Linked DNA regions of Mus musculus: all the other regions are linked to region 1. Evidence: chromatin contacts called from public Hi-C and HiChIP or PLAC-seq data. All regions are on one chromosome and are shown on one strand. The core of a region is the stretch at or near the end of the contact, and the rest is flanking DNA. Distances in the headings are between cores, read along the strand shown. Region 1 holds the start of Sf3a3 (splicing factor 3a, subunit 3). Region 2 has its middle 28 kb from the start of Rragc. Region 3 has its middle 55 kb from the start of Rragc. Region 4 has its middle 64 kb from the start of Gm40241.

Region 1 (6,914 bases), core at 1,822-4,321:
AGCAGAGGCAGAGAAAGGCAGATAGAAGGAGAGAGCAGAGAAATGGGGGCGGGCCATGGCCATGTGGAGAGAGGGGGGAAGGGAATTGGGAGTAAGGGGGCAAGAGGCAAGAGTGTAATAGGGTAAGAGTTTTTTTTTTTTTTTTGGTTTTTGGTTTTTTTTTTGTTTTTCAAGACAGGGTTTCTCTGTGTAGCCCTGGCTGTCCTGGCACTCACTTTGTAGACCAGGCTGGCCTCGAACTCAGAAATCCGCCTGCCTCTGCCTCCCGAGTGCTGGGATTAAAGGCGTGCGCCACCACGCCCGGCAAGAGTTATTATTTTTTTTTAAGATTTATTTATTTTTATTCTATGTAAGTACACTGTAGCTGTCTTCAGACACTCCAGAAGAGGGCGTTAGATCTCATTACGGATGGTTGTGAGCCACCATGTGGTTGCTGGGATTTGAACTTTGGACCTTCGGAAGAGCAGTCGGGTGCTCTTACCCACTGAGCCATCTCACCAGCCCGAGTTATTTTTTTTTAAGATTTATTTATTTATTATATGTAAGTACACTGTAGCTGTCTTCAGACACACCAGAGGAGGGCATCAGATCTCATTATGGATGGTTGTGAGCCACCATGTGGTTGCTGGGATTTGAACTTAGGGCCTTTGGAAGAGCTGTCAAGTGCTCTTACCTGCTGAGCCATCTCTCCAGCCCTATTTTGTTTTTCTTAAAGACTTATGTTTATGTGTGTGACTGTTTTACCTGTGTATATGGATGTGCACCATGTGATGCTTGGTTCCTATGGAGGTCAGAAGAAGGCATCAGGTCCCCAGGAACTGGAGTCATGGATCATGGTAAGGTGACATGTGAGTGCTGAGAACCAGATATTCTTAGCCACTAAGCCATTACACCAGTCCCTTCCTTCTTTATGGAGTATGATGCTCTCATGGGTCCGTATAGCATTCCCTCACTGCTGAACAGTATTGTCTGACAACATGGTTATCCATTCACCCATGCATTGGGTGTGTATGTATGTAAAAGTGGATAGCGTGAGCAGCGTGGGGTGAGGGCGGGGCTGTTCATCCCTTGGATCTGGAGATACAAGTGGCTGTGAGCCACCGACTTGCATGCTGGGAACTGGATTCAGATCCTCTGGAAGAGCAGCAAACGCTCCTCACTGCTGAGCCAGCTCTCCAGTCCCAACTAATGGGCCCTTGGGTTATATAGAGATTTTGTGAATTGTGAATAACAGGAACACAGGGTCGGTGTTTTCCCTTCTCTGCCTAGAGTAGGAATGGAGTAGAGTCCCTTTTCTTTTTTCTTTTCTTTTTTGTTTTTTGGTTTTTTGAGACAGGGTTTCTCTGTATATCCCTGGCTGTCCTGGAACTCACTGCTGGGATTAAAGGCGTGCACCACGACCACCTGGCCAGAGTCCCTTGTGTTGATGCTGAAACCCAGTGCCTTGGAGTGTGTGTGTGTGTGTGTGTGTGTGTGTAAGTGTATGTGTATGTATGTTTGTGTGAATGTGTGTGTATATATGTGTGTGTGTATATATGTATGTGTGTGTATGTGTGTATATGTGTGTGTGAATGTGTGTGTGAATATGTGTGTGTATATATGTATGTGTGTGTATGTGTGTGTATATATATATGTGTGTGTGTATATATGTGTATATGTATGTGTGCATGTGTGTGTATATATGTATGTGTGTGTATGTGTGTGTGAATGTGTGTGTATGTATTGTATGTGTATGTATATATGTATGTGTGTATGTGTATGTTTGTATGTGTTTTGTTTGTTTGTTGTTTTGAGATAGAGTCTTATCACATAGCTCAGGCTGAACTTGAACTTGTTCTCCTCTTGCCTCCATCTCCTAAGCGCTAGGATCACGGGTGTGAGCCACTTTGCATTGCGCCGATGCCTCTTTCCTGGTGCATGCACTGTCACACACTTGTAATCCCAGCTCTCTATACTGATTCACTCTCTGCCCCTACTCTGTTTGTTTGTTTGTTTGTTTGTTTATGTTTCGTTTGGTTTGGTTTCATGAGACTGGATCTCTATGCAGCCCTGGCTGTCCTGGAACTCACTATGTAGACCAAACTGGCCTAGAACTCACAAAGATCTGTTTGCCTCCACCTTCTGCCTCTTCTGCCTCTGCTTCTTCCTCTTCCTCCTCTTTTAAGGAAAGGCAGTCTAGATTTCATTTTCTAAGCCATACAGTGGCTAGGTGTGGTGGCTCATACCTGTAATTCCAGCAAGTGGTAGGCGAAAAGCAGAAAAATAAAGAATTACATGGAATTGGGGCTGGTGAGATGGCTCAGTGGGTAAGAGCACCCGACTGCTCTTCTGAAGGTCGGAAGTTCAAATCCCAGCAACCACATGGTGGCTCACAACCACCCGTAATGAGATCCGATGCCCTCTTCTGGTGTGTCTGAAGACAGCTACAGTGTACTTTACATATAATAAATAAATAAATCTTTTAAAAAAAAAAGAATTACAGAGAATCAGAAGTTAACCTGTGCTGAACAGCAAGCATATCATTGCTTGAGTGTACCACGTTTTTCTTAAAGACTCCTCTGCCAATAAACAAAGGTTGTGTTCAAATATGTATGAGTTTTATTAAGAACAAACCCACCACCATCTCCACTTTACTGACAAACACACTAAAGTCCAGACAAGGGGAAAACATCACCAGAGGTCACACACTGAAAACTACTGCTGCTTCCAGTTCCCCTTTCCGTTCTGTATCCTTCAACTTATCCGTTCCTGCTAGTGTGTCCCTGCCGGCCCAGCTTTCTGCAGCAAGCCCCGGGCAAGCCAGCTGTCTCTCAACCTCAGCCTACAGGATTCTTGCAGGCTTCTTAGAGACAGCCAGCTTTCAACGCGGAGGCAGCGCTCCTTCAGACCCCCAGCCAGCAGGGGGAAGCGTAGCCACGGTCGCGGATAGCACCCGCTTGCTCTCTTCGTGGTGTTCCTTTTTTCTTGAGTCCCCCAAGACACTTCCGGGACACGCGGAACTTTGGTGCAGCCGGATGCTGCGCGCTGAGACGCTGGCTGAAAGGCGGCAGGCGGTGTTTCCGGCAGTGTTAGTGGTCCGCCTTGAAACGCCGTGGCCAAGGGAAAATGGAGACAATTTTAGAGCAGCAACGGCGCTATCATGAGGAGAAGGAACGGCTTATGGATGTTATGGCCAAAGAGATGCTTACGAAGAAGTCCACGGTGAGTGAGCCGTGGTCCGGGCCGCATCAGGAGGCGGGCCTGGGTCCTTTGCCGAGCCCTCGCGCTGTATTTGGCCTCGGAGCTTCTCTGCGCCCCATCCTCACCCTCCTCCTAAGCTGGCTCGGCACTCTGGCCTCGTTAACGTCCTCCGAGGGCCCCTCAATCTTCCTGCTTCAGCCCCTGGGACCTAAACCAATAAGCGCATCACCCCTCGGGTGCTCTTTCCAACTGCTAAACTCAAAGTAACAACGTATGTGTTACCGTTTGCCTTTCTGCAGCTTCGGGACCAGATCAATTCCGATCACCGCACTCGGGCCATGCAAGATGTGAGTGCGCCGCCGTCCGCTTCCCCTGGGGTCGGGCTGGGCGGGAAAAGTGCAGGCTGGGAAGGTTGAGTGGCCCTGCGTGATTTCTACCCCTGAGTTCTTAGACAAGCCCCTCTAGGGTACCTAATCAGATGTCCTATCTCTGCCTCCCAAGTGCTGGGATTAAAAGTGTATGCAACCACCTCGGGATCAAGCTGTCTCTTAAAAGTGGTGGAACTTTGAAGACCATGTATCTCATGAGTTTTCCTTGGGTTTTGCCAAGACATCCTTTCTTGTTTACTTAGCCCTGTGGTACAAATTTGCTTCATTCTGATGGCTTTGCGCTTCTGTTTCAGAGGTACATGGAGGTCAGTGGGAACCTGAGGGATTTGTATGATGATAAGGACGGGTAAGTGACGGTCACATCCCTTCTAACAATTAGTGCTTTTGAGGAGCCCTGGTGAGACCATGGGCTGTGTGCTTTATGCTCTTCGGGTTTGTTGATATCTTGCAGACTGCGGAAGGAGGAGCTCAATGCTATCTCAGGACCCAACGAGTTCGCTGAATTCTATAACAGACTCAAGCAGATAAAGGAATTCCATCGGAAGCACCCAAATGAGGTAAGGCCTCCCAACTTAGTGTCCTTAGACCTGGCCGTTAACAAAAGGGAAAGATGCAAAGGAAATGGAGCTATGCCATGTAGATGTCACTCCAAGAAAGAACGTGCCACTTCACTGCATGTTAAGTGACATCCTCTTGGCATCCCTCTGCAGTAAGAGAACACGGTGAAGCACTAGGGCTGCTTCACAAGAATGTCTCCTACTCAATATACTGTGCACCTAGCTCTGCCCTGAAATCTACCAACACAGTGGTGCTCTGTTCACTTGCAGAGGTCGTTACCCCTTCAGGATTCATGTCCAATGCCAGCTTTTTCGTAAAATATCTCTTGGACTGCCTCCTCCAAAGGAGCCCTTCCTTAGCATGCTGTGTTTTGTGCCAATCAATGTCTGCCCGGCTATGCAGCAAGGGAAGTGGAGAACACTAAGTAGGCAGCTCTGTACACTCAAGGTCAAAGCCAAAGCAAGTCTTAGAAGCCCAGGCCTGTGTGTGCCTGAGACATCGCCAGGCCCACCTGAACTCTTCTCCTTCCCTCAGATCTGTGTGCCAATGTCAGTGGAATTTGAGGAGCTGCTGAAGGCTCGAGAGAATCCAAGTGAAGAGGCACAAAGTAAGTAATGGTTACTGTTTCTTCCTGGGGCTTCAGGCCATTCTCAGCTATAGAGCTAGGACCTATGGCTTGGTTTTTTTTGTTTTGTTTTGTTTTTCAATCTGTTTTTATTTTGTCTGTGTGGGTAATTTGCCTGCATATATGTTTGTATACCGTGTGTGTGTGTGTGTGTGTGTGTGTGTGTGTGTGTGTGTGATGGCCTCAGGAAGCCAGGAGAGGGAATTGGATCCACTCCGACTGGAGTTACAAATGGTTTTGAGCTACCGTGTAGGGACTGGGACTCAAACTCAGGTGCTGTGCAAGAGCAGCCAGTATTTCTAAATGCTGAGCCACTTCTCTAGGTCCTAGAACGTCGTGTCTCTAAAAACAAATAAATAAAGGCTGATTGTGGTGGAGTATACATTTAATCTCAGCTCTCAGTAGTTCTCTGAGTTAAATAAATGCCAGACCTTTTATTTTTTTAATTGTATGGTGAGTTAACATCTTTTTTTTTTTTTTTAATTTGTTTATTTGTATCTGCATTGGTGTTTTGCCTACATGTATCTGTGTTTGAGGATGTCAGATCTCTGAGTGGAGTTACAGACAGTTGTGAACTGCCATGTGGGTGCTAAGAATTGATCCCAGGTCCTAATGAAGGCCACTCATTGCTCCTAACCATTGAGCTATCTCTCCAGCCCCATTTTTTTGTTTTGTTGTTTGTTTTGATGTGACAAGGTGTCTCTGTATAGCCCTGGAACTCACTCTATAGATCAGGTTGGCCTCGAATTCAGAGATGGCCTGCCTCTGCCTCTCTAGTGCAAGAATTAAAGGCGTTAAAAGTGTGTACCACTGCCCAGTTTGCTTTCTCTCTTCTTTTCTTTTCTTTTCTTTTCTTTTCTTTTTTTTTTCTTTCCTTTTCCTTTCCTTTTCCTCTCCTCTTCTCTTCTCTTCTCTTCTTTTCTTTTGTTCTTTCGTTCTTTCTTTCTTTCTTTCTAAAAGATGGGATCTCAGGGCTGGAGAGTTGGCTCAGTGGTTAAGAGCACTGACTGCTCTTCCAGAGGTCCTGAGTTCAATTCCCAGCAACCACATGGTGGCTACAGTATGCTCATATAAAGATAAGTAAATCTTTTTTTAAAAAGAAAGAAAGAAAAAAAGGGATCTCTCCATGTAGTACTGGCTATCTTGAAACCTGTTTGGACCAGGCTGGCCTCAGACTCACAGAGATATGTGCTAATAATCCTGGTTAGTCTGTTTATTAGTTTGTTTGTTTAATTGTGTATGTGTGGTGTGCATACAAAGGCGTATGCGTAGGGGCATGTGTGTCAGGGACAACTTTATGAAATTAGTTCTCTCCTACTTTTACCTGGGTTTTGGGGTATGACCTCAGGCCTGAGAATGATCTAGCTGGCTTTTCTTTTCTTTTTTTTTTTTTGGTCAGGGACATACTATGTATTTCATACTGGCCCTGAACTCTGTTTTTTCGATGACACATGCCTGTATTCCCAGCACGTAGGTAGAAGCAGGCAGATGAGTCTGCGGCCAATGTAAACTACCTGAAACCCTCTGTAATCCCCACCTTCTAGGACCTCAGGAATTGGTAGCTGGGTTCCTACACTATATTGACACCCTGATGATCTTGCACAAAATGCTTCTTTGTGTTCTCTAAGCTTAAAGTGAAAACCTACCTCTGTCATTTGATGAGAGCAGAGAGGACATTAAGTGACGGGCTACCTCGTAGAACTTCTAAAAGATAGTGCATTTGAAAGAGCAAGTTCAAGAAAGTAGCCTATAACATCTGAATCATTGACATGTGTGATTCCTTCAGACTTGGTGGAGTTCACAGATGAAGAGGGATATGGTCGCTACCTTGATCTCCATGACTGCTACCTCAAATACATTAACCTGAAGGCATCTGAGGTAAGGCCTGGAGAGTGGAGAGAGTCTCATTCTTGGGACTAAGTCAAGATAAAGCAAGTAGGGAGTCCCCCACCCCCAAGTAACTTATGTAGATATTAAGTAAATAACTCTATTTCATGGATTAAACACTATTTATAAAGAAAGTCAGGGTCGGGGCTAGTAAGATGGCTCAGTGGTGACTCACAACCATCCGTAATGAGAAACAAATAATAAAGAACCTATGGACCAGAGCGAGTGGGGCCAAGAGCGAACGGGGACTGGAGCAAGTGGAAGAAAGGGAAGGG
Region 2 (6,914 bases), core at 2,537-5,036, 770 kb before region 1:
ACCTGGGTGGGGTGTGAGAACAAACACAGCCCTTAATTTGCCCCGGATACTAGAGACCTTAAAAGTCCTTCCAGCTGGAGACCTGGGCTGCTTGACACCTCGGGAGGTCTCTGACTCTTCTCTTCCAATACATCATTAGATCATGAGTTATTCTCCCCCCAGACTTCCACCCCCCCCCCGTCTGGCCCCTCCCCACATCTGGCCCCTCCCCACGTCTGGCCCCATCACTCCTTTCTTTATTAACAATTACAGAGTCGGGGAGGAGAAATAGCTGAATTGGTAGAGCGCTGGCCTAGTGTGTATGAGGCCCTGGATTCTGCTCTTAGCATCATATGAAACTGGACATGGTGGTGTACATCTGCAACCTCACCAGGAGGGAGGCAGAGACAGGTGGATCTCTGAGTTCAAGGCCAGCCTGGTCTACACAATGAATTCCGGGGCAGCTGGGGTTACATAGTAATATCTTGTTTCAAGGTGAGGGAAAAACCCACACTAGGTTCCAATGACAGCCACACTATTTTTATTATTATAAGAAATACTGTAGAGAGTTCAACTCACACCCCTTCTCTACTCCATCCAGTTGAAACTTGTTAAGGTCTAACTACAGATGAGAGGGCTAAGGCACCTAGAGAAGGGAATTTTTAAGAATATATTTCCGTGTGTGTGTGTCTGTATGTGTGTGTCTGTCTGTGTGTCTGTGTGTTTACACATGATCTCATGTATCCCCCTTAGTGCTGAGATAACTGGCAGGTGCCACCCCAACCAGCTTCATATTGCTAGCTGTTGCTTTTCTTTTTTCCATGTTGCTAATTGTATTGGTAGAGACAGGATGTGAAGTCTCATCTCTCTAATGCCAGAGCAAAGCTCTACCTTCTTGGTGGTAGAAGGGCTACGTGCGGACCCAGAACAGTGCATCTTAGAACTCTTTTTTTTTTTTTTTTTTTTTTTTTTTTGGGTTTTTTGGTTTTTCGAGACAGGGTTTCTCTGTATAGCCCTGGCTGTCCTGGAGCTCACTTTGTAGACCAGGCTGGCCTCGAACTCAGAAATCCGCCTGCCTCTGCCTCCCGAGTGCTGGGATTAAAGGCGTGCGCCACCACGCCCGGCTGCATCTTAGAACTCTTTGAGGGAGCTGCGTCACCCAGGGCCCAGTTCCTGGTCGACAGATGAGTTCTGTCTTCGTGGTCACCAAGGATGGTCTCAACCTCTCTTGTAATTGGGGGTTGATGTGCAACTTCTAGCCACCTAGCAGGGGTGAAGCAACGCAGCCGCAGAAGGCTTCAAGGCTCAGCCCTGAGTCCTCCCAGGGCCGATCCCTCTGCCTAGAGTATTACAGATGAGCACAAAATGCCTAAACTTCAGTCTCCACGTAGAAAGACCCTAGATATCTGGATCTCCTGTGGAAGGCTCATCCCAAACCCTTATCCTGAATGCTCAGGTATGCAGGGCCGATTTCTCTGGTGTGAGATTGAAGACTTTGTTACAGCAGCTGGTCTTTTCCTGACAGACACATCTGCACCCTGTCCCCTGTATGGGCCATGCTCCTGGGTTAGGAACTCAGGCAGGTAGTTAGAGGTAAAGGAAATTATCATGGCCGAGAACTCGGCAAAATTGTGCCTGCCTATAACACAGGTACTTAGGAGGGAGAGGTGGGGGTGGGGTATGAGTTCATGGACAACCTAGAGTATACAGACCTTGTTGCCTCAAGTTGTTGTTGTTATTATCATTATTTTGCAAGGACATAAACTGGAAAGATCTACTTTTTATGTCGTTAAAAAAAAAATTCCAACAACATAACTCCTAGTCTCGAACCAGTTTCTCAGATCATAGAATTTGAAGTCTGAAGTCAGGGAAATGTTTTTTAAGGTAGACTCCTAGTTCACGGGGTTCTCCACATGAGCATAGGAGTCAGGAGATGGGGCACAGGACTTCCGAAAGCCCCTCACCTTGAGCACACCATCCTCTGGACCAGCTAGACTGGGCCTACCTGTGCTCTCCTGTGGTCAGAAGCACGAAGAGCCAGCTCTAAGTGCAATCACAGGCCATTCAGGAAGCGTCTCTGGACTAGATCTGGGTGCACATTCAGAATTTTACTCCCCCCCCCCCCCCCCGCCCCTTGAGGTTTCCAAGTCTGCTCCCATCTATGTAAAATCTATAAACAGAGGGCTTCTCTGGAAACCGATACATTAGCACTTGGCACAAGTGACATCAAACAAGCACAATAGTCTGGGCTAAGGAAGTCGTGAATCTAAGACCAACTGTCCCGTGGTCGAGCGAGCAGAGCATTAAGTCTTAGGAACCAAAGCAAGGCCCTGCCGTTGGTTTCTACCTCTACGTGGCTGACAGCCTCTTCCTCTCTGGAGGTTTGGGGGCCTTTGTCTGTTTGCTCAGGTCCTAGTGAGCCTTTAAACTCTGCTTTTCCCTTCTTGATTTCTCTTCTCAGTAAGTCTCCTACCCCCTCCCTCAATGCCCCTCCCCCACTCTCCTACCCCATGTTTGTGCAGGGCACCCTTTACTCTCTTTCCCCTCACTGTTTGAGATGAACTCTCCCTGAGCCTGAAGCCCACTGAGTCAGCTAGACCAGTGCTTCTCAGCCTCCCTTCCTACGGATGCGACCCGACCCTTTAATGTACTTCCTCATGTTGTGGTGACACAGGGCCATAACATTATTCTCATTGCTGCTTCATAACTGTAATTTTGCTACTTTATGAGTGGTAATATAAATACTGTGTTTCCTGATGGTCTTGGGTGGCCCTTGTGAAAGGCTCTTTTGTCCTCCAAAAGGACACAACCCACAGGTTGAGAACAGCCGAGCTAAACTATCTGGATGGCACCATCGGCATCTGCCTGTCTCATTTTCCCTGGTGCTGACATTACAGGTGCGAGCTACCACATCTGGACTTTTACCACATCTGGACCTTTACATGAGCGCTGTGAACCCAAACTCAGATCCTCACGCTTGCAAAGCAAGCGCCTTACCCACTGGGTCATTTCCCTAGTTCCTATTAGGCAGCTCATGTTCACTTGGACCTGCAACTCTTCCTGCCTCAGCCCCCCAGATGCTAGGATTACAAGTGTGCACCATGCCTGGCTCGCCTCCTCTGTTGATAGTGTTGATGCCTTTTTGTTGTTGTTTGTTTTTTTAAAACAACCTAGTTACTTACAGGTAATAAGGGATTTCATTACAACATTTTCATACATATGTGTGATGTATTTTGATCATATTTCACCGTTTTCTCTCTTTCCATTCCCTACTGGTTCCCCTCCCCCTTCCCAACCAGACTCCTTTTTACTTTATGGTGTGTGTGTGTGTGTGTGTGTGTGTGTGTGTGTGTGTGTGTGCACCTTACCAGTGACTACATCACTGAAGAAAGTATCTTTCCCTCCTGTAGGAAGCTTATAACTGCTGATAAGTCCTCAGGGAGGGTGGACCTTCATGAGCTCACACCTCTCCACGACAGAGCATCACTGGAACTGTGTGCAGGTGTTAACAGCAGTGCAGAGTTATACCATGCTCAGATGTCTACAGTCTCCAACGTGCCTCTCCTTCCTCTGGCTCTTAGATTCTTTCTGTTTCCATATCCCCAGAGTTCTGAGAGCCTTGGAGGAGGTGATAGTGTCTCCTTCAACTGTCACGGCTTGTGCTCTGGTGCTGTGTGTTTAATGGCCTCCTAGAAGGCTTATCGCTAGGCAGAAGGCAGGACCTGACCACTGGCTCCCCTCTGTGCTGACCTCAGAGTCGGGTTCCCAGTCTGCTTTCAGTGTAGACTTCGCTCTCCTGAGCTTGGAAGCGATGACACCACTGTGAGCAATATCGCCAGAGGTGGCTCCTGATTGGTGGAAGACTGCTGGGGACCCATGATTTCTGGGCTCTGCTGTGGCCTGGGGTAAAGCCAGATACTTATTCACACCTCCATCACGTATTTATGGAGTGCCTACCGGTTGCAGGGCTCTGGAGATGTATCAGTGAGCAATATGTATATGCTACGGTGTTGATTGAATTTCATCGTGAGGAAAGTTAGGATGCAGTGGGGAAAGGCAGAGACTCTGGGGAAGTGACGTGACTTCCCCTGAATCACTCAGCTGGCGAGAGAGTGTGGATCTTCTGATGCTAAGTTGCACAGGCTTGCCAACCTACCAAGAGGGATAGGGGAGGCAAGCTGGGAGAGGCGATAGAAGAACTGTGTTGATTGTGTGTTTGTGTTTATGTAAGAATGAAAGCTTCTTTCTGTCAGGATATGCTATAAACAAAACAGGGGAAACTGGGGGGGAATGTTTGCTGTGCATAATAGACAAAGTTAATATTTTTATACACTTTCACAAATCAGTAAGAATTACACTCCAAAAATAAAACAGGGAAGGGTATTAGTATGTGATACGCATGGATAAAGTAGAAGAGGCCAAAAATACAAAGAACCGTAAACTCACTAGTGATGGAAGAAACGCTAATTAAAATAATGAGCTTTCCTGACCCTTTATCACATGGGCACATTTTCAAAGGACAAGACTCTGCTGAGGAGAACACAGAACAGGATCCTTCAGACAAGCTTCAGCAACCAATTTTAGGATGTTCTTAAATAGATCGATTCTTCTACTTTTTTTAAAAATAACATAGATCTGAAAAGCTTTATAACTTTTGGTTTTTTTTTTAAGGACCATATTAACAGCATCTTCCAGTTTTTCTAGAGTAAATGAATATGTATCCCTTTTATAATTAACAATATACATATATTCATTTTGTAAAAAGACTATAAAAATAGAAGAGAAAATGAAGAGATGTTTATTTCTTTTACACGCATCAGACTAAGGCCTTCAGCTCAGCAGGGGGCAGAGTTTATCATCTGTACTCTCTGAAGTGTCACACTGCCCTGCCTTTGTGTGCCCTTGCCTGTCCCTCTGTGACGGTCACCCTTTCGGTTCTGGCTTGGAGCCTGGTCATCAGTGCCTGGCGGCCTGTGCCTGGGCTGTGCTGAGCTCATTTGGTCGTTGTCCTAGTGATGTGACCCTACCTTAGACTTCCCCATCTCTTGAGGTGGCTAAGATATAGTGATACAAGACCCATCCTCCTCCAGATAAACAAAGCTGCTGCTGTGTGACTTGTCATTTAGCACTGAGGACTACTGACTTTGAAATCTGGTCATTTTTCTATGCCCAAACCTCAGTCATGGGACAGATTGTAGGCTTCTTGAAATAACTGGGTTTGGCCTCCTAGCGCTTCAAACACAAAGAATCCATCTCTCACTGTCTCTTCTCTTTTCCTCTTTCTCTTCCTCTCCCTCTTCCTCTGTCTCTCTGTCTCTCTGTCTCTCTCTGTCTCTGTCTCTCTGTCTCTCTGTCTCTCTGTCTCTCTCTCTCTCTCTCTCTCTCTCTCTCTCTCTCTCTCTGTTTTTGTGTGACCCCCAGAGTGGCAAGCAGATGCACATGACATGTCAGGTGTGTATCTGTTCAGCAGTACATTGTTCTGTTTTCTTCTAAGTTCCTGGGTTGTGACAGCCCAGAGTGCCAGATGTTAGCACAAGGGTTATTGTGAGAATTTCAAAGCAAAATGAATTTTGACTCAATTGAACAAAGAAATATGTTACATGGCACTATATTGACAGAAACAATGTTACCCTACAAGGGTGGTGGACTTCCCCATGGCTGGGCCCGTGTAGGTACCCAGTAAACACAGGATGGATGAACACACATGAGAATCCCAAAGCCAGCGTAAGCCAGCATCTCTCACTTTCTTCTTGCCCCACATTAGACTCTCCAGCCTCTCAGCTACTCCAGCTCGTCTTGATACCTTTCTGCTTCTACTTGGGACATAAGTTGAATGTCACTGTTTAGAGGGGATGCTGTACCCAAGCAACTGGCAAACACTAAATCATCTTGAAAGTGAACCAACTCTTGGGCTTGGACAATGTTCAAGGACATTCATGAAAGAACCTGGGTCCGTGTAGAAGGGCTGTCAGTGTCACAGTATCATCCTTCCCTGTATGTGTGTGTGTGTGTGTGTGTGTGTGTGTGTGTATGTCTGAGCATTTGTGTGTGTTGTTTGTTTGTGGGTTTTTTGGGTGCGGGGTCTTGTGTATTCTAAGCTGGCCTTAAACTCCGATGTAGCCACAGACGACCTTGACTTTTTAGTTCTTTTGCCTCTACATTCAAGTACTACATAGTGAAGACGTAGGGGTTATGGGCGTCCCACCCAGTTCATGCAATGCTGGTGACCCAGCATTCATGCGTTCCAGGCAAACACCCTAGCGATGGGAGCACAGTCCCAGGTTCTCCTAGCGGTTTGTAACTGTTTCTCGGTGCCACCTTTTCCTTCCACACACCACTCCCCCACTCTCCTTTCTTCTCTGACTGAGGACCCGGAGACACAGGTGGGAGCCTCCATAACTTTTCTGGTTGCATCTGCTCTGTAGGCCGGCATGGGAGTATGAAAGCAAATGTCACTGCTGCAGCCATAATTTAAGACGTCCTGTTTAAAAAAAAAATTCCAATTTCATCATTTCACAGAAGAATAGATCAATATTTCTACAGTTAAGAGTTTAGTTAAAAACCCCGCTGTGCAGTGAAATAATGCATCTGCTATTGGCGTAGAGCGACTGGGATGTTAATTCCTTGGTTTTGTGTCAGTTAAGGGCAAATTAGCCTTCCAGCGCCAGTCATGACTCATTATGTCATTATGTAGAAGGCACTTACTGTACCTCCACTACTATGCAATTTAGATCCAATAAAAATTGTGACAGCGTTTTTATCCACTTCATTAAGCTACTAATTTCTTGTAAAAAAATGTACATTAATCTTTTTATAGCTTCATGCAGAGTGGCATATTTTTAGACTCTAACATTGATTAGGTCCTGGTTAAGAATAATTTTCACAGTACTTTTAAGAAATGTAAATAAAGTTACAATAATTTAATTTTTCAACAT
Region 3 (6,914 bases), core at 2,240-4,739, 740 kb before region 1:
CCTCTTCGTGACACATGGTACATAATAGCTGTCTGTGGTCACGTGCAGTGCAATGGCACCAGAACCTCTGACTCTCTTCTGGAGAGCAGCTTAGTACTGACGAGCCAACCTCTCCCCAGCCCTTCTTCCCCAGTTAGCACTTGGTACATGTCTTTCTGGCGTCTTTCACTTAAGCGTCACCCATGCTGGGACAAATGACAAGCTCTCTCTCTCTCTCTCTCTCTCTCTCTCTCTCTCTCTCTCTCTCTCTCTCCCTCTCTCTCTCTCTCTCTCTCTCTCTTAATTTCATTTAGTTTGTGTGTGTGTACACACTATAGCTATCTTTAGACACACCAGAATAAGATACCACTAGAACCACCATGTGGTTGCTGGGAATTGAACTCAGGACTTCTGGAAGAGCCGTCAATGCTCTTAACCTCTGAGCCATCTCTCCAGCCTCCAAACTCTTGGGTTGTTTTTTTTTTTTTTTTTTTTTTTTAATGGCTTAGTCGTACTCCTTCACAGATTTGTCCCTGTTCTAATCAGCTGACAGACAGCTCCATTGTTTCCATTTCCTTGTTGCTGAGAATCCGGGCTGCAGTGACCTTGGGAGTGAAGTTGTACCACCGACACACCAACTTCATCTCCTCTGGACCTGTGTCCCGTGGTGAAGTTGATGGGTCATGTGCTAGTTGCATTTTTCAGGTCTTTAAGAATTCTCTGTACTGTTTTCTATAACAGTTGTGCGGTCTTATGTAAGCACAGCGTGTAAGGGTTTCTCTTCCTCCACATCTTCACCAGCATGTGCTATTTTTGTTGTTCTTGTCTTCTGGTAACAGCCATTCTTGCTGGAATTAGGTGATATACTATTCCTTTGATCTGCATTTGTTTGATAACGTTTAGTCATGTTGAATATATTTTGTTTTGTATACCATGGGCCATTTCTACACCCCTAAAAAATGTCTCCTTGGATTTATTGTTATCATCATTATAATTATTATCTTCTTGAGACAGGGTTTCTCTGTGTAGCCTTGGCTGCTCTGGAACTCACTCTGTAGATCAAGCTGGCCTCAGACTCACTGAGGTCTGCCTGTCTCTGTTCCCCAAATGCTGGGATTGAAGATGCGCGCCATCACTGCCCGGCTTACTGCTCAATTTAAAGTTGAGTTGTGGGATTTTGTTTGTTTATTTGTTTTGTTGAGTCGGAATCTTATCTGTCTTGGTCTGGCCCCCCACTTGCTACATAGCTGAGGGTGACTTTGAACTTCTGCTCCCCTTTCCTCTGCTTTCCAAGTGCTGGGATTACAGGTGGGGTCTATGCCTAGTGTATGTAGTGTAGATCAAACCCGGGGCTTCAGCATGCCAGGAAGGCACCGCTACAACTGAGCCACATCCCCAGCCCTTGTTGCTATTGCCGAGTTTTTAAGAGTTATGCACAGATAGCAACTATCTGCTCTCCTTTCTTACCTTGTCTCTTTGCTGTGCTAAAGTTTTTACTTTGATTGTGATTCTTGCTTGTCTATGGTTTTGTCTCCTGTGCTTTTGGATGGAGTCTTTTTAATTTTTAATTAGTGGTTCATCTTTTTATTACTGAGTAGTAATAGTTCTTTATATGTTCTGTATTCTGGCTGGAAATCCCTTATTAGACACATTATTTATTTATAATTAAAACAATCATTTGGAGGTATGGTGGTTTGAATGAAGACGGCCCCCATAGGCTGGTATGTTTGAATACTTGGCCCTCAGTCGGTTGAACTGTTTAGGAAGGATTAGGAGGTGTGGCCTTGTTGGAGGAGGTGTGTCACTAGGGTTGGACTTCAATGTTTCAAAAGACCACACTATTCTTAGTGTCTCTCTCTCTCTTGCTTTGTACTTGTGGATCAGATGTGAGCTCTCAGGTGTTCCTGCCACAATGCCTTCTCTCTGCTATCATAGACTCTAACCCTCTGAAACCATAAGCCCGGTTCCATGTTTTCTTTTTGTAAGTTTCCTTGGTGATAGTGTTTTATCACAGCAATAAAAAAGTAATTAAGACGTTGGGGTTTCCTTTTCAGTGTTTTGTAGTGAAATGGTTTTTAATTTTTATTTTTGTCTTGTTTAAAGCAGGTCTCATGTTTTCTAAGCTATTTTAAAAAGACCTTTTCTTAAAAATTAATGTAAATATGTGTGCCTGTGCATGTGGGTGCAGTGCCCATCTATGCCAGAAGAGGGCGCAAGGTCCTGTGGAGTTGGAGTTCCAGGAGGATATGAGCTATTGAGGTGGATTCTGGGAAGAGAACTAAAATCCTCCGAAAGAACAGCACAGGCTCTTACCTGCTGAGCCATTTCTCCAGACCATCTTCCAAGGCTTTTGGCTTTGATTTGTCTATCCCTCTTTTTCTTCCTCCTCTTCCATTAGGGCTATGGTCCGTTTTGAGGTTTTTGATTTTTTTCCTCATGGTGCTGGGAGCCTTGAGCATGCTAGACAAATGACTACTCTCCCACTTGGTGGCTCCCAGGTTCTTGGGTTAATTCCACGTGAAATGGTGTACAGAGGAGATTTTGGACGTCTCACCATTTGCTGAGATTAGCCCCACGGGATTCTCTTGGCACTGTTGCCAATCAGCTGGTGGTCAGTACAATGGCTTATATTTCTGGAGTCTTGGAACAGTCTTCATCTGTGTGCCTGTCCTGGCTCACCACGCCCTTGAGCACTATAGCCTGATTTGTCCCCCTCCTCACCATGCCCCTTCCCAGGTAACGAGTTAATGGCATGAGCAGGACAACCTGCCTGTCAGAGTTGGTGAGGAGCGCGGATGGTGGATAGAAACTGCCACTCGCTTTGATATCGAGGCAGCAGACAGAACATGCTGGACTCTCTGGGCAACTTAGCTGTTTCGGTAAAGGCCACTCTTTTTCTGGCCTCTCTGTTGGAACTGTCCAGAAACTTTCCTAGAGCCAAGGGCTCTCTTGGGCCTACCTTAGGGGGTCACCATAGCTGCTCTCTGTTGCTCCCTCCTCCGGAGTATCTTCTGGAATGTCAAGACACCCCCCCCGACCCCCGCTAAGTCCAAGACCCTTGTGTGTCCTATTTCCTTGGACATATGAATCCCTGGGGGGGGGGGGGGGAGGAAGAGTAAGGTAAGTAGCTGGACACTAGGGAGTTGAATCCTGTGTGACATGTAGTCTTAGCCTCAACTGTGAAACTGTGAAAGCTGTGGACCAAGGCCTGTTGGGTGGGGAAGTGGGGTCTGGTCTGGTGCCGTAAGGCACCGAGTGCTTCCCTCCCAGATGGCCATGGGCAGGTGGCCATGGGCAGGTCCAGGGGGTAACTTTTTGTCCCTTCTCATCTCTCCAAGTCCGAAGCAGCACGGGCTGGGCAGGAGGAGGCTGGGGACCTCAGGGTCCCAGGGGTGCAGCGGCCTAGTCTGCAGCCCTGTGCTTTGGTGGCCTGGTGGCTCAGGGTGCGGCCAGGGCGGCGCCAGGTTTCTCTGGCTGGAAAATGAGCACAAAAGAACCAATACAGAGGGCTTGCACAATGCTAATGCGACACAGCTCCGGCCACTGTCACGGCGCGGTGCCTCATCATCACTGCCTGGGCCCCGGCCGTGAGCAGCGGGGCGCATGGCGGCTGATGGCGGAGCTGATAGCGCGGGGCTCAGCGGGCTCCTTGCCGCCCCGGAGCCCCAATTCCCATTACAGTTGGAGGGGGCTGGGCGGGGGGAGGGGATGTACTTCTCTGTTAGATTGAAAAAGTGATCGATGCTAGACTAAAAAGTTCACATGGTGCGGTGGCGCACAGAGGGATGAACCAACTGCTTTTTTTCCAGCCCCACCTCCTTCCGAAACCCCAGAGCTAACCCTGCACTCAGACTGGCATGCGACCTTGCATATATCTGAATGCGCATAACGATTTTTTTCCCTCAATCTCTCCTTTCCCAATTGCACTCCTGGTATACAGGCTGGTCTCTCATTTGCTTCGTTTTCATGGAGGAATGTGCCTGGAGCACTTTCTATATGAGCAGGCACAGCCCTGTCTAATTCTTTCCAAATGCCACATAATATTCCACAATACCACGGCGAAATAATTAATTTAACTTCTCTCCAACGACTACTAATTAAATGTTTGCTACACACATGCCCTTTAACTAAGCACCTTACTTGTATTGTCTCATTCAACCCCCAGGAGAGGCTCTAGAAGGCAAGCGGAACAATTTCTTTCTAGAGCAGTGAAGAAACAGGAGCGCATGACTGTGTTTGAGTTAACACAGCTGGCAACCAGGAAAGTCAAGATTCATCTCCCCTGCCCCCTCCCCTGCTCCGGTCCTGCAAAATGTGCCACTCAGGTCTTTGATAGTAAGTTATTTCCATGTCTAGGCAAACTCCTTATTCCCCATGCAAGCTCGCCTGTCTTTTGTGTCCGTGGGATTCTGCAGGTCTCATGCAGGTGGTTCTAACCCAATGATTTTGATCTAAGATTTAGAGAACAGAAACCATCACTATACAAGGTAAGTGATAGTGGGCCCGATTGGACAGGGATGTTCCGTTTCCTCCGCAAATTTACTCCTGCATCTTTCAAGGCATTTTGTATGTGTTCCATGCCACTTTGAATGCGTATACTTTGGGTTTAAAGGCAGGCCTCCAAGGGTTGGAGTTCTGTATGATTCTGTAGCACGCACGAGTGCTCAGAAACTGGCCTCGATGCTGTCCTGCTTTCACCAATTAATAATATATGTGGAGACCGTTCTCTACTGGCATATGTGTGTGCATCACATAATTATATGTATATATGCAATCCTTTTTCTTGTTGTCTTTTAGAGTCAATTCTATATATATATTTTTTATTAAGACATTTAAAAGTTCCAAAGTAAAAATAACAAAATCAAGGATACATTGACTCATTTTTATTTTGTGAGGAAGAAATTTTCCATTTGTCTGTGTAATTACATTTGCTAATTTCTAAAACAATTCCTGGGATTTATATCTATATATGCCTCAGGAACATACAGGGAAGATCATACTGTTCTCTGAATTTCAAATTATGTTTTCTGTTTTATTTCATGAATTTATTATTTTTCTTTGTCTCTGTCTGTCTCTCTCTGTGTGTATGTGTATGCGTGTATATGCACGCATGTGCTGTGCACTTGTGTGTATACATTTTTTTGCACGTGAGAAGTGTACCTACGAGGCTGTGCCTGGGTGTGGAAGCCCAGGGTTGGTGGGGAAGACCATACTCCAAGGCTCTCCAACCTTATTCAGTGAGGCAGGCAGTCACATCTGTCTGACATTTCTGATCATTACACGTGTGCAGTGGGTGTTTTATCCACCGAGCCACCTTCCCAGCCCATGGATTTATTTTTAGTGTTTAAATCTTCCATCTATCCAAAATGTAGATATGTAAGAAGACAGGTAGAGGGCTGGAATGAACCTATTGGTAGAGTTGCTTGCCTAGCACGCAGAAGGCCCTGGGTCCCACCCCAGTACCACATGATTAATAAAATGTGAAGAAGGAAGCCAGTCTTTGTGGGCTGGCTAGCTAGATGACAACATGGTCAAGCCATCAAAACCATCCTCTTTGTTTCTGACAGCCAAACCTCTACTAAAATCTCTGCAATTTGTGTCTCTCTAGATTCTCTGTTCCCTCCATTGGCTGCTCCATTAATTCATGTTTCCATAGCAAATTATTAAAATTGTTAATGTTTTGTGATCTATCCATCTACCTATCATATCTATGTATGTGTGTATGTATCATATCAATGTATGTATCTATTTATATATGTATATATGTGTTATGTATCATATCTATGTATGTATCTATCATATCAATGTACGTATGCATCTATCTATCTATCTATCTATCTATCTATCTATCTATCTATCTATTACGTTTGGGTTTTGGAGACAGGCCTCACTATGTAATCTTGGCTGGCCTGGAACTCATTATGGAGGCCATGCTGGCCTCAAATTCACTATGTAGCTAAGGACGACCTTGAACTTCTGTTCCCTCTGCCCACCGTCCAGAGTTCTGAGACACCATGTGTGTTGCTGTGCTCTGCCCTGCCCTGCATGCTATCTTTGCACATAAACTTACTACCTAGTACTTGCCTTCGGAGAAGTGTTTAGCTGGTGCTTTAATGGGGCTCACCATGCAGTTAGAGCCCAGCTCAGCAGCAGAGTGCTTGTGTAGGGCCCGTAAGGCCTTGGGTTTGAGAGCATGAGCCCCACAGGAGCAGAATTTAGAGACTCACTTGTCACTGCCTCCATTTCAAAGTGTCACATGTCACATTTCCCTGGCCAGAACAAGTTCTTTGGCCTTGACTGTGAGAAAATGAGAAATGTAAGGGACATATTAAGTACATACACTATGACGTTTTCTGGGAAATCATATTATGTTCTTGACTAAGAAGACTCAAAGAAGTTGAGGCAGGAGGATTGCTTGAGTTGCAAGGTATCATGGGCAATGACATGTGTATATGGAGACATAGCCAGAAACTGAAGGAGGAAAAGGAAGAGGGGAGGGGGAAGGCAAAGGGGGAGGGGGAGAAGGGGAGGGGAAAGGGGGAGGGCGAGGGTCCAATAAAGATATCCAAGGGCCACACACTCAGCTGTGGGGAGACCTCTGTGATCTCCATTGCCAGCAGAGAGACATTCTGAGGGAGCAAGAAAGCAGTTTGGTTGAACAGGACTCAGTAGCAGGTGTTGGTTCAAACTCCAGGAGTCTGGCCCCAGGTAGGTTACTTTCAGTAGATTTAAGCATAGCACAATTTGGTGAAAATCAACTCAATCCCATGTGCGCAATGAAGCGTGTGTAAATCTTCCGGAGGAACAAAGTAAGCTGAATAAAGAGTGGGCGTGACCACACCAAAACTCTGTAAAGTGCGTGTGACATGCAATTGAGAAAAACAGGCGCCGGGCGTGGTGGCGCACGCCTTTAATCCCAGCACTCGGGAGGCAGA
Region 4 (6,914 bases), core at 3,090-5,589, 720 kb before region 1:
CCTGTCTTGTTGAATAGGTTGTCCTTGAGCTAAGTCACTTCTGTGCCTCAGGATTTAGAACTGTGCTTAGGTCTGAGGCTAGAGCATGTCATCTAATACCACAGTCACAAGCCACACACGGCTATTTAAATTTAAGGAGAAATTTGAATTAACCCCTCATTTGTACCAGCTATATTTTAGATGTTCATTAGCCACATGTGGCTAATAGCTACAGAATTAGATAACACAAAACACAGAACATATACAGAAGCCCATAACGTTCTACGAGTGATACCAGCATGAAGCTCTTGAGCTGGGCACCCAATCTGGAGGACTTGATACATGTGCAGGGCACAGCTCCCTGCTGGTAGAGCAGCTGAGTGAACCCTTGAGTAGGAAGGGCGGGAAGCTCTGAGGAAGGCACAGATGACTGCTGGTCCTCCTTCAACAGCCATGGGCCTGAGTGACATGGAGCTGTAACCTGAGACTTTGATAGGTGACCATGACGATGTTGTAATTCAGTTGGTCAGCTAGCCTGAAGATTTAGCAGTGAGACAGCCTGCCAGGTTCAAGGAGCATTACTAGATAAGTCAAATTTGTACTTCTCTCTGGCTGTGTATGTGTGTACATTCATGTGTGTGTGTGTGTGTGTGATGTGTATGTGTGAGTGCGTGTGCATGTGTGAGTGTGTGTGTATGATGTCTGTATGTGTGAGTGTGTATATGATGTGTGTGTATGATGTGTGAATGTGTGTGTATGATGTGTGTGTATGATGTGTGTGTGTGTATGTGCATGTGTGAATGTGCTTGTATGATGTCTGTATGTATGAGTGTATGTGCATGTGTGAGTGTGTTTATATGATGTCTGTATGTATGAGTATGTGTATGATGTGTGTGTATGATGTGTGAATGTGTGTGTATGACATGTGTGTGTATGATGTGTGTGTGAATGTGTGAATGTGTATGACATGTGTGTGTGTATGATGTGTGTGTGAGTGTGTTTGCATGTATGAATGTGTCTGTATGATGTCTGTATGTGTGTGTGTATGATGTGTGTGTATGGTATGTGAATGTGTGTGTATGACATGTGTGTGTGTGTGTATACTTGTGTTGGAAGGTACCAGAGGCCAGTTTTGGGTATCATTCCTCAAGTGCTATCCACTGCCGGAGACTTAATGATTAGGCTAGACTGGCTGACCGTCTGGAGAGCCATCTCTCTGCCTGCCCTGTCTCAGTGCTGGCATTATTAGTGCAGACTTTTTCACACGGGTTCTGCGGTTTGAACCCAGGGCCTCGTGCTTGCATAGTAAGCAGCACTTTACAGACTGAGCCATTTCCCCAGCTCCTCCACTTTCTGCTTCCTGTATCATAGGAGGTATTGCCACGTTGGGAGACTTGCCAATGCTGGAGAGACTTCAGTCCTCCAGGCTAGCTGATTCCTGGAGAATATACCTTTTATGCATAAACTGACCATTCCTTATCTCCTTTCTCTATGACCTCATTTACCCAACTCCCAAACACAAAGTGAGTAGAGGGCCTTGTCCTAAGTCTACCTGTGACCAGGACTGGGCAAACGAACTCCACCCTACGATTCAGAACCAGTGGTAACTATTCAAATTCCCCAATCCTAAATTTGCTTAATTGTGACTTGCCTTTCTCCCCCCCCCCCGCCCCCCCTATGAGACCAGAATAAAGCGTCTGGCCTCTACTTTTCCCCCTACCTTCTTCCTCTCAACTGAACCTGTGCTTCACCATGTGGCCCTGTGTGGCTGGGGTACCCTATCTCCTGGGACCTGTAAGGAGTCAATTTTTTTCCAAGGCAGTTGTCTCTATTACTGTTATGTTGCCTGTATCTCACAAAAACAACCCCTTTGGGCTGGAGGTGTGCATTAGTTGGTGGAGGGACTGGGCAGCTTGCACAAAGTCCCAGCTGTCCCCAGCATACACAAACTGGGTGTGGTGATTTACAACTGTAATCTCCACACCGGGAAGGATGAGGAAGGAGGATTAGGAGTTCAAGGTCACAACGCACCTACATAAAAGATTGAAAGTCAGCCAGGTTCAGCAGACTCTGTCTCAAAAAATAAAATCCCAGGGACATTTAAGATAGTTCTTTAGTTATGCTCATGGGAGGGGCTATGAGAGAAATCCTGGACAGTGGCAACTGGAAGCTTTGTCACACGGAGGGAGTTAGTCAGGGAAGGACTCAGCAAAGTAGCAAGGGAACTGAGACCTAAAGCTTCCGTGGAGTTAGCAAGAATCCATGAGAGGGGCAGGGGATATTCCGGATTCAGGGAAGAGAATGAGTCAGGCCTGTAGGAAGACGGTAACATATTCTAGGACGTGGAGGGCATCACTGTCCCTAAGCCATCAGTGGGCTCAATACACGGCCAGGAGAGGGATTAGCTGTGATTGATCCCATTCTGCCACAGAGGCTGAGCATGGTAGCAACTCTGTATCCACAAGGCTCCCCCTGCTCAGGGCTCCAGATGTGTGATGTGCACCTGAGCCCCTGGGTTTCTCATCCTCTCCAAAGCTGGAATCCTACAGCCTCCCTAGAGAAGGTATCAGCCTGGCTTCCAGATTCTAGGAGAGCATCCTAGGAAGGTGTCATGGCTTCCAAAGACAGCTGCACCAACAGGTATATGACTCCTGCTCTTACGATGGGAGGCTAACCCTCTGCCCTGAGCCTGGATGGACGACTGTCACTGCTCTGACCAAGAAACACTGCAGGAAACAAGGCTGCCTGACTCTGGAGGTCAGAACATGAAGCATCAGGCATCTTGCACATTCTCTCTCTTGTCTCCTCTCGCCTTGCCTGGAAGCTCTGGCTGTCACCTGGGGTATGTGACTGCCATGAAGCTGACACACTGGAGAAATTACGAGAGCTGAAGTAGAGAAAGAGAGATGATGGGGAGACACAGCAGCTCTCCGGGATCACCTTACAGAAACAAGCCAGCCTCAGCCTGCCATGCTGCAATCCCATGACTGAACTAAGCCTGCCCGGCCTTGCACACACCTGTGACCACACCGGATGCTTCTACTACCACATTTGCGGTTATGTGTTCCAACTGGAGCAGTCAGTCTGGTGGGGACCCGGTCTTGGGTGGCCTTGAGCATCCCTGTCAGGTGTCACAAGCAGCAGGCTGTGCTTTCTAAAGCAGTCAGACTCTGATTTCTGGCTTTGGAGTTTGGCTTAGTAGTGAATCAAGCTCTGCCTGGACATCCTTCTAGTTCCTTCCATGAAGAGAAGGTCTGCAAAGGAAATGGAAATGGGAACTGCACGATCCAGGCAAGGAGCCTCCATTGAAGGAAGTTCTGGATTTTTTTTTTTTTTTTTTTTTTTTGAGACAAGGTCTCATATCTCAGGTTGGCCTTGAACTCACTATGTATTGAGGGTTGACCTTGAACAGCACACCCTCTTGACTCTGCCTCCTACTGCTGGGATTGCAGGTGTGCACCACCACACCTAGTGTATATGATGTTGGGGAGAGTTGAAGCTTTGATCGTTCTGTGTAAGGACTCTACCCCTAGTACTTGAGGGAGTTTCTGTAATTCTAGTTTTGGGCATAAGCAGAGATACTGGGCCAGAGAGGGAAAGTGGTATATACTAGGGTGCCCAGGAGCTCAGAAGCTGAGTAGGTGACTAACCGGGCTAATTCACCCATCTTCCCATCCCCACTTGCAGAGGGCAATTGGTGCAGCATCCATGAGGCCCTGGTCTGCTCAGCCTGGAAGGCGATGCTCTTATTTTCACAGGTGAGAGATCTTCTTTAAGGGATCAGAGCCGTGTCCTCTTGTGGGGTGGGAGAGGAAAGAGGGGAGAAGCTGGGCTTTAAAGACCCCTGAGCCCCCTCTCCAAATTTTGTCCTGAAAACGCTCTCTGAGTGTCCCCCTCCCCCACTCTAACCCATAGCAAATACCCACTCAGGTTACAGCTCCTGTTTGCAAAGCCAGCTACAGAGATGCCTTAATTAATTATTCAGGCTGACATCTCTAGCTCCCAAATCACAAGGTTGAGAAGAGATCATAGGAATATAATCAATGTGAACTTGAGTGATAATCACTGGTCCCCGGGTGGAGCAAAGAGAAGAAAACCCTCCAAATTGGTCTTTTTCTTCTACTCTGGCCTCGATTCTGCCAGCGGACAAGATAAAACCGCCCTCCTTTAATAATTAATGAGTAGGCACCGGCGCCCCTGGCCTGGGCCCCGGGAGGCCTCTCGCGGTGGCTGCGCCTCCTGGAAGGCAGGGCGCGTGTGCACAGCCACGTGCGCCAGCCCGGTCTGGGGCGCAGCACTGAGTCACAGCGGCTGACCCAGCAAAGTGCTGCGAGTGTGACCGGAATGAAGGGTTGCTCCGTCTGTCTCCGAGGTGGCGTGGCAGATCAAATCACAGCGGATCAGGCGCCGAGATGTTGCCTTGCTCTGAGTGACAGAAGTTAATAATTAGTGACAATGATTGACAGATACACTCCATCTGCTGCTCCGACGCCTAGGAGCAGTTATTCCACAACTGTCTGCGGGCACAATGAACTCCCCCGGGAGCGCGGGCTGGCCTGTGATTGACAGCTGCCTCCAAGAGAGACAGGCCACTGATGGAAAGTCGCTGTCAGCAGAAGCGCTCCGGTCCCCCCCACACTCCCCGTGTTCCCGCCGAGGCTCACTCGCTGTATACATTTATTCTGTTTCATTTATCATGTCAGCCGCGGTTTTAAATAGATTACTAGCTAGCCTGTTTTTTAACTGGAGAGTTTTCTACCCGTAAATTAGAAATATCCACGTACATGGCAGGCTACTTCCTAGGACTCCAGACTTCCTCTTGTTCTCTGCATGGATCCAGGAGAGGTGGCAGGAGCTTCGGGGGTTGGGGGTGTTCAGATGTGCCGAGTCTTTCCATTCTAATCAAAATGGAATGTTTAACCAGAAGCCCTGCAAAATGGTGCTGAGCACCGTGGGGCAAGCTTGAGCTCAGACTACAAACTAAACTCCGAAAGCACCCCCTCCCCCAACCGCCACCATCACCAACCCCGGGAGAAATAAGTGTGTCTCTGAGACTGGCTTTCAGTGACATAACTTGTAACAATCACTCCTTAAGTGATATTTACATTTTCAGATAGTGGGAATTCTGGGAGGATACTAAATCCAATGTTCCCAGGGCAATCTGTTTACTACCTTGTGGATTTATGGTCAAAATCTGGTGTTAGCTAGGTAGATAATTTCAAGTGAGGGTTACAGCCCCATCCAGACCAAAGACCCTGTCCCTGCTCCTTCCGGATTTTCCATTCTAAGTTCAAGGTTAGAGTCAAGTAGCTCATGTGGAACTGGGGAGAGAGACACCTTCCAGCCCCATTATAAATTGGAAAGCAGGAGCACAGGGGTTTTCAGTAGACGGATGGTTCCTGCGTCTAATTTGTTTGGTTTTCTGGAAAAGTCCATTTTAGTTTGGCTGCATTTTGGACCCCACATAAGCATCTGGCCACCGCTTGTTCCTCTGTCTCTCTTTCTCCCTGATGTCACAGCATAATGCAAGGGGCTGTTCATTGCGTTATGAGTAAAAGCCCACTTGAATCCCGCTGTTTAAAATACAGTGAACCCTGTTGATATTGATCTCATTCGCAATGCTTTCCCGCATATGATGTCCATCTCTTAAAGTATGGGTCATGTTTCCTCTTAAGATCTTTTCTTATCTTATTCCCCTAAAATGATATAAACAGTTTCAGTATTCTTGATAATTAGGTATTCGGGCAAAGAAGAGACATCCTGTTCTTTTTTTTTTTTTTTTTTTTTTTTTTCTTTTTTCAGTTTTTAAGTGATTGGGATACCAGAAAATGAAGTCATGGGGAATACAAATGTTTGCTTCTGGAATGACCCAGCCCACCCTCTCCGATGGCTGAACCATGATGCCCTGGAATGACCCAATTGTCGGGTCACACAAGAGCACATTAAGTACATGTCTGAGTTGTCTGCCTGGCATCGCGCACGCCTCTTCTAGACAGACTTTGAAGAGGGTAAGGGGACGGAGCTTGTTGGGTTTGGACCCACTGGCTGAGGTTACCACGGCCATTTTCCTTCTTAGAACCGGCCCCAGCCTTCGGCCGCTGTAACCTGAGCAGGGCAAGCCAATCACAGGAACACAGGAGGGAGCAGAGCCATGCTTTTGGCAGCTTTCTCTCTCCCGAGGAACTGGACCATCTATGGAAGGAAGCCAAGCTCCTGAGGAATAGGGAAGAGCAGAGGCCAAGGGAACTCTCAGGGGAAGCATCCATGGGACTCGTGGGGTCATGGAAAGTGAGGAACTGGTGAGGTACCGGAAAAAGCCTCAGGAATAGTGGGTGGTAAGGACCTACATAAAGTGCAGGGGTAACGCTGGAGAAGAAGGGGTCCATCTCTTCAGCCTTACTTATCACAAAGAGACCTAGGATTTCAGCGTTTGCCCATTAAGGAAGATCCCTGTGGCTGCTGGGTGGGGAGTGACTGGGTTGTAGCGGGACTGAGACAGGAAACATTGTATGCCTAGGACGACGTTGTAAGTATGGCTTTGGCCTGGGTCAGGAGAACAACTGTGGGAGGGGAGTGGTGTGGACATCAGTGACAGAGTTGTGTGTCACTAGTGGAGTGACTAGAAAGATGAGTTAAAGTCTGGATTTATAGAACTGGGAGTGTCTATACTCAAGGCCAGCTATACGGTGCTCTCAGAATGGCTCCAGGCTTCCTTGGATGCTCGGCCGTCTTGATGTCTGTAGTAAGAGCTGAGTAAAGTGCCCCACGTTTTCATTTCGTCAGACCTCGAGTGGAAGTCAGGGAAATAGCTAGATTTCTGTAAAAGGCAGGGATGGAGAAGGAGGTGGGGTGCCCTAGTGTAAGGAGACAAACCTTGAGAGAGGAAAGGCTCAGCGGGGGTGGGGGGGGTGGGGAGGGAGGGCTCACTGAGGGAG

What was found. Hi-C and Micro-C count contacts between places; a contact is called where the count stands out from the background. HiChIP or PLAC-seq counts read pairs in DNA pulled down with a chosen protein or histone mark.
Region 2: a contact with region 1 is called in a Hi-C map of cortical neurons, with 2.1 times the contacts expected there. The contact joins the enhancer-like site here to the promoter of Sf3a3 in region 1. A contact is called at or near these places in 9 of 39 promoter capture datasets (3T3-L1-derived adipocytes, the SN4741 cell line, cranial neural crest and 6 more), 2 of 15 datasets of contacts at CTCF or cohesin (the NIH/3T3 cell line and large pre-B cells), 6 of 484 Hi-C or Micro-C datasets (the G1E-ER4 cell line, cortical neurons, nephron progenitors and 1 more), 27 of 115 datasets of contacts at active chromatin or transcription factors (the NIH/3T3 cell line, SST interneurons, T-cell acute lymphoblastic leukemia and 21 more) and 1 of 9 other capture datasets (pancreatic islet).
Region 3: a contact with region 1 is called in an H3K4me3 HiChIP or PLAC-seq map of craniofacial prominence, with 4 times the contacts expected there. The contact joins the enhancer-like site here to the promoter of Sf3a3 in region 1. A contact is called at or near these places in 3 of 39 promoter capture datasets (cranial neural crest, embryonic stem cells and liver) and 13 of 115 datasets of contacts at active chromatin or transcription factors (bone marrow-derived dendritic cells, craniofacial prominence, embryonic basal ganglia and 9 more).
Region 4: an H3K4me3 HiChIP or PLAC-seq map of embryonic basal ganglia shows a contact between it and region 1, with 5 times the contacts expected there. The contact joins the enhancer-like site here to the promoter of Sf3a3 in region 1. A contact is called at or near these places in 3 of 39 promoter capture datasets (cranial neural crest, embryonic stem cells and liver), 10 of 115 datasets of contacts at active chromatin or transcription factors (craniofacial prominence, embryonic basal ganglia, embryonic forebrain and 6 more) and 1 of 9 other capture datasets (embryonic stem cells).

The regions. Positions count from the first base shown.
Region 1 is chr4:124,711,790-124,718,703 of GRCm38.p6, forward strand. It overlaps Sf3a3 (splicing factor 3a, subunit 3), which reads left to right and starts at 3,072. Exons shown (of 17, transcript NM_029157.3): 1 at 3,072-3,201; 2 at 3,480-3,527; 3 at 3,863-3,915; 4 at 4,021-4,126; 5 at 4,662-4,734; 6 at 6,539-6,630. The coding sequence starts at 3,106.
Region 2 is chr4:123,942,460-123,949,373 of GRCm38.p6, forward strand. No RefSeq gene overlaps it. Among named protein-coding and RNA genes, the nearest start is that of Rragc, 28 kb to the left of the region's middle. Within about 2 kb of position 3,787, at least 14 of the 459 cell types and tissues checked have an H3K27ac peak or open chromatin away from gene starts, as enhancers often do. A contact at or near this core is called in cortical neurons and pancreatic cancer cells, where this site is marked.
Region 3 is chr4:123,969,067-123,975,980 of GRCm38.p6, forward strand. No RefSeq gene overlaps it. Among named protein-coding and RNA genes, the nearest start is that of Rragc, 55 kb to the left of the region's middle. Within about 2 kb of position 3,490, at least 23 of the 459 cell types and tissues checked have an H3K27ac peak or open chromatin away from gene starts, as enhancers often do. A contact at or near this core is called in craniofacial prominence, embryonic stem cells and liver, where this site is marked.
Region 4 is chr4:123,986,557-123,993,470 of GRCm38.p6, forward strand. No RefSeq gene overlaps it. Among named protein-coding and RNA genes, the nearest start is that of Gm40241, 64 kb to the right of the region's middle. Within about 2 kb of position 4,340, at least 49 of the 459 cell types and tissues checked have an H3K27ac peak or open chromatin away from gene starts, as enhancers often do. A contact at or near this core is called in craniofacial prominence, embryonic basal ganglia and liver, where this site is marked.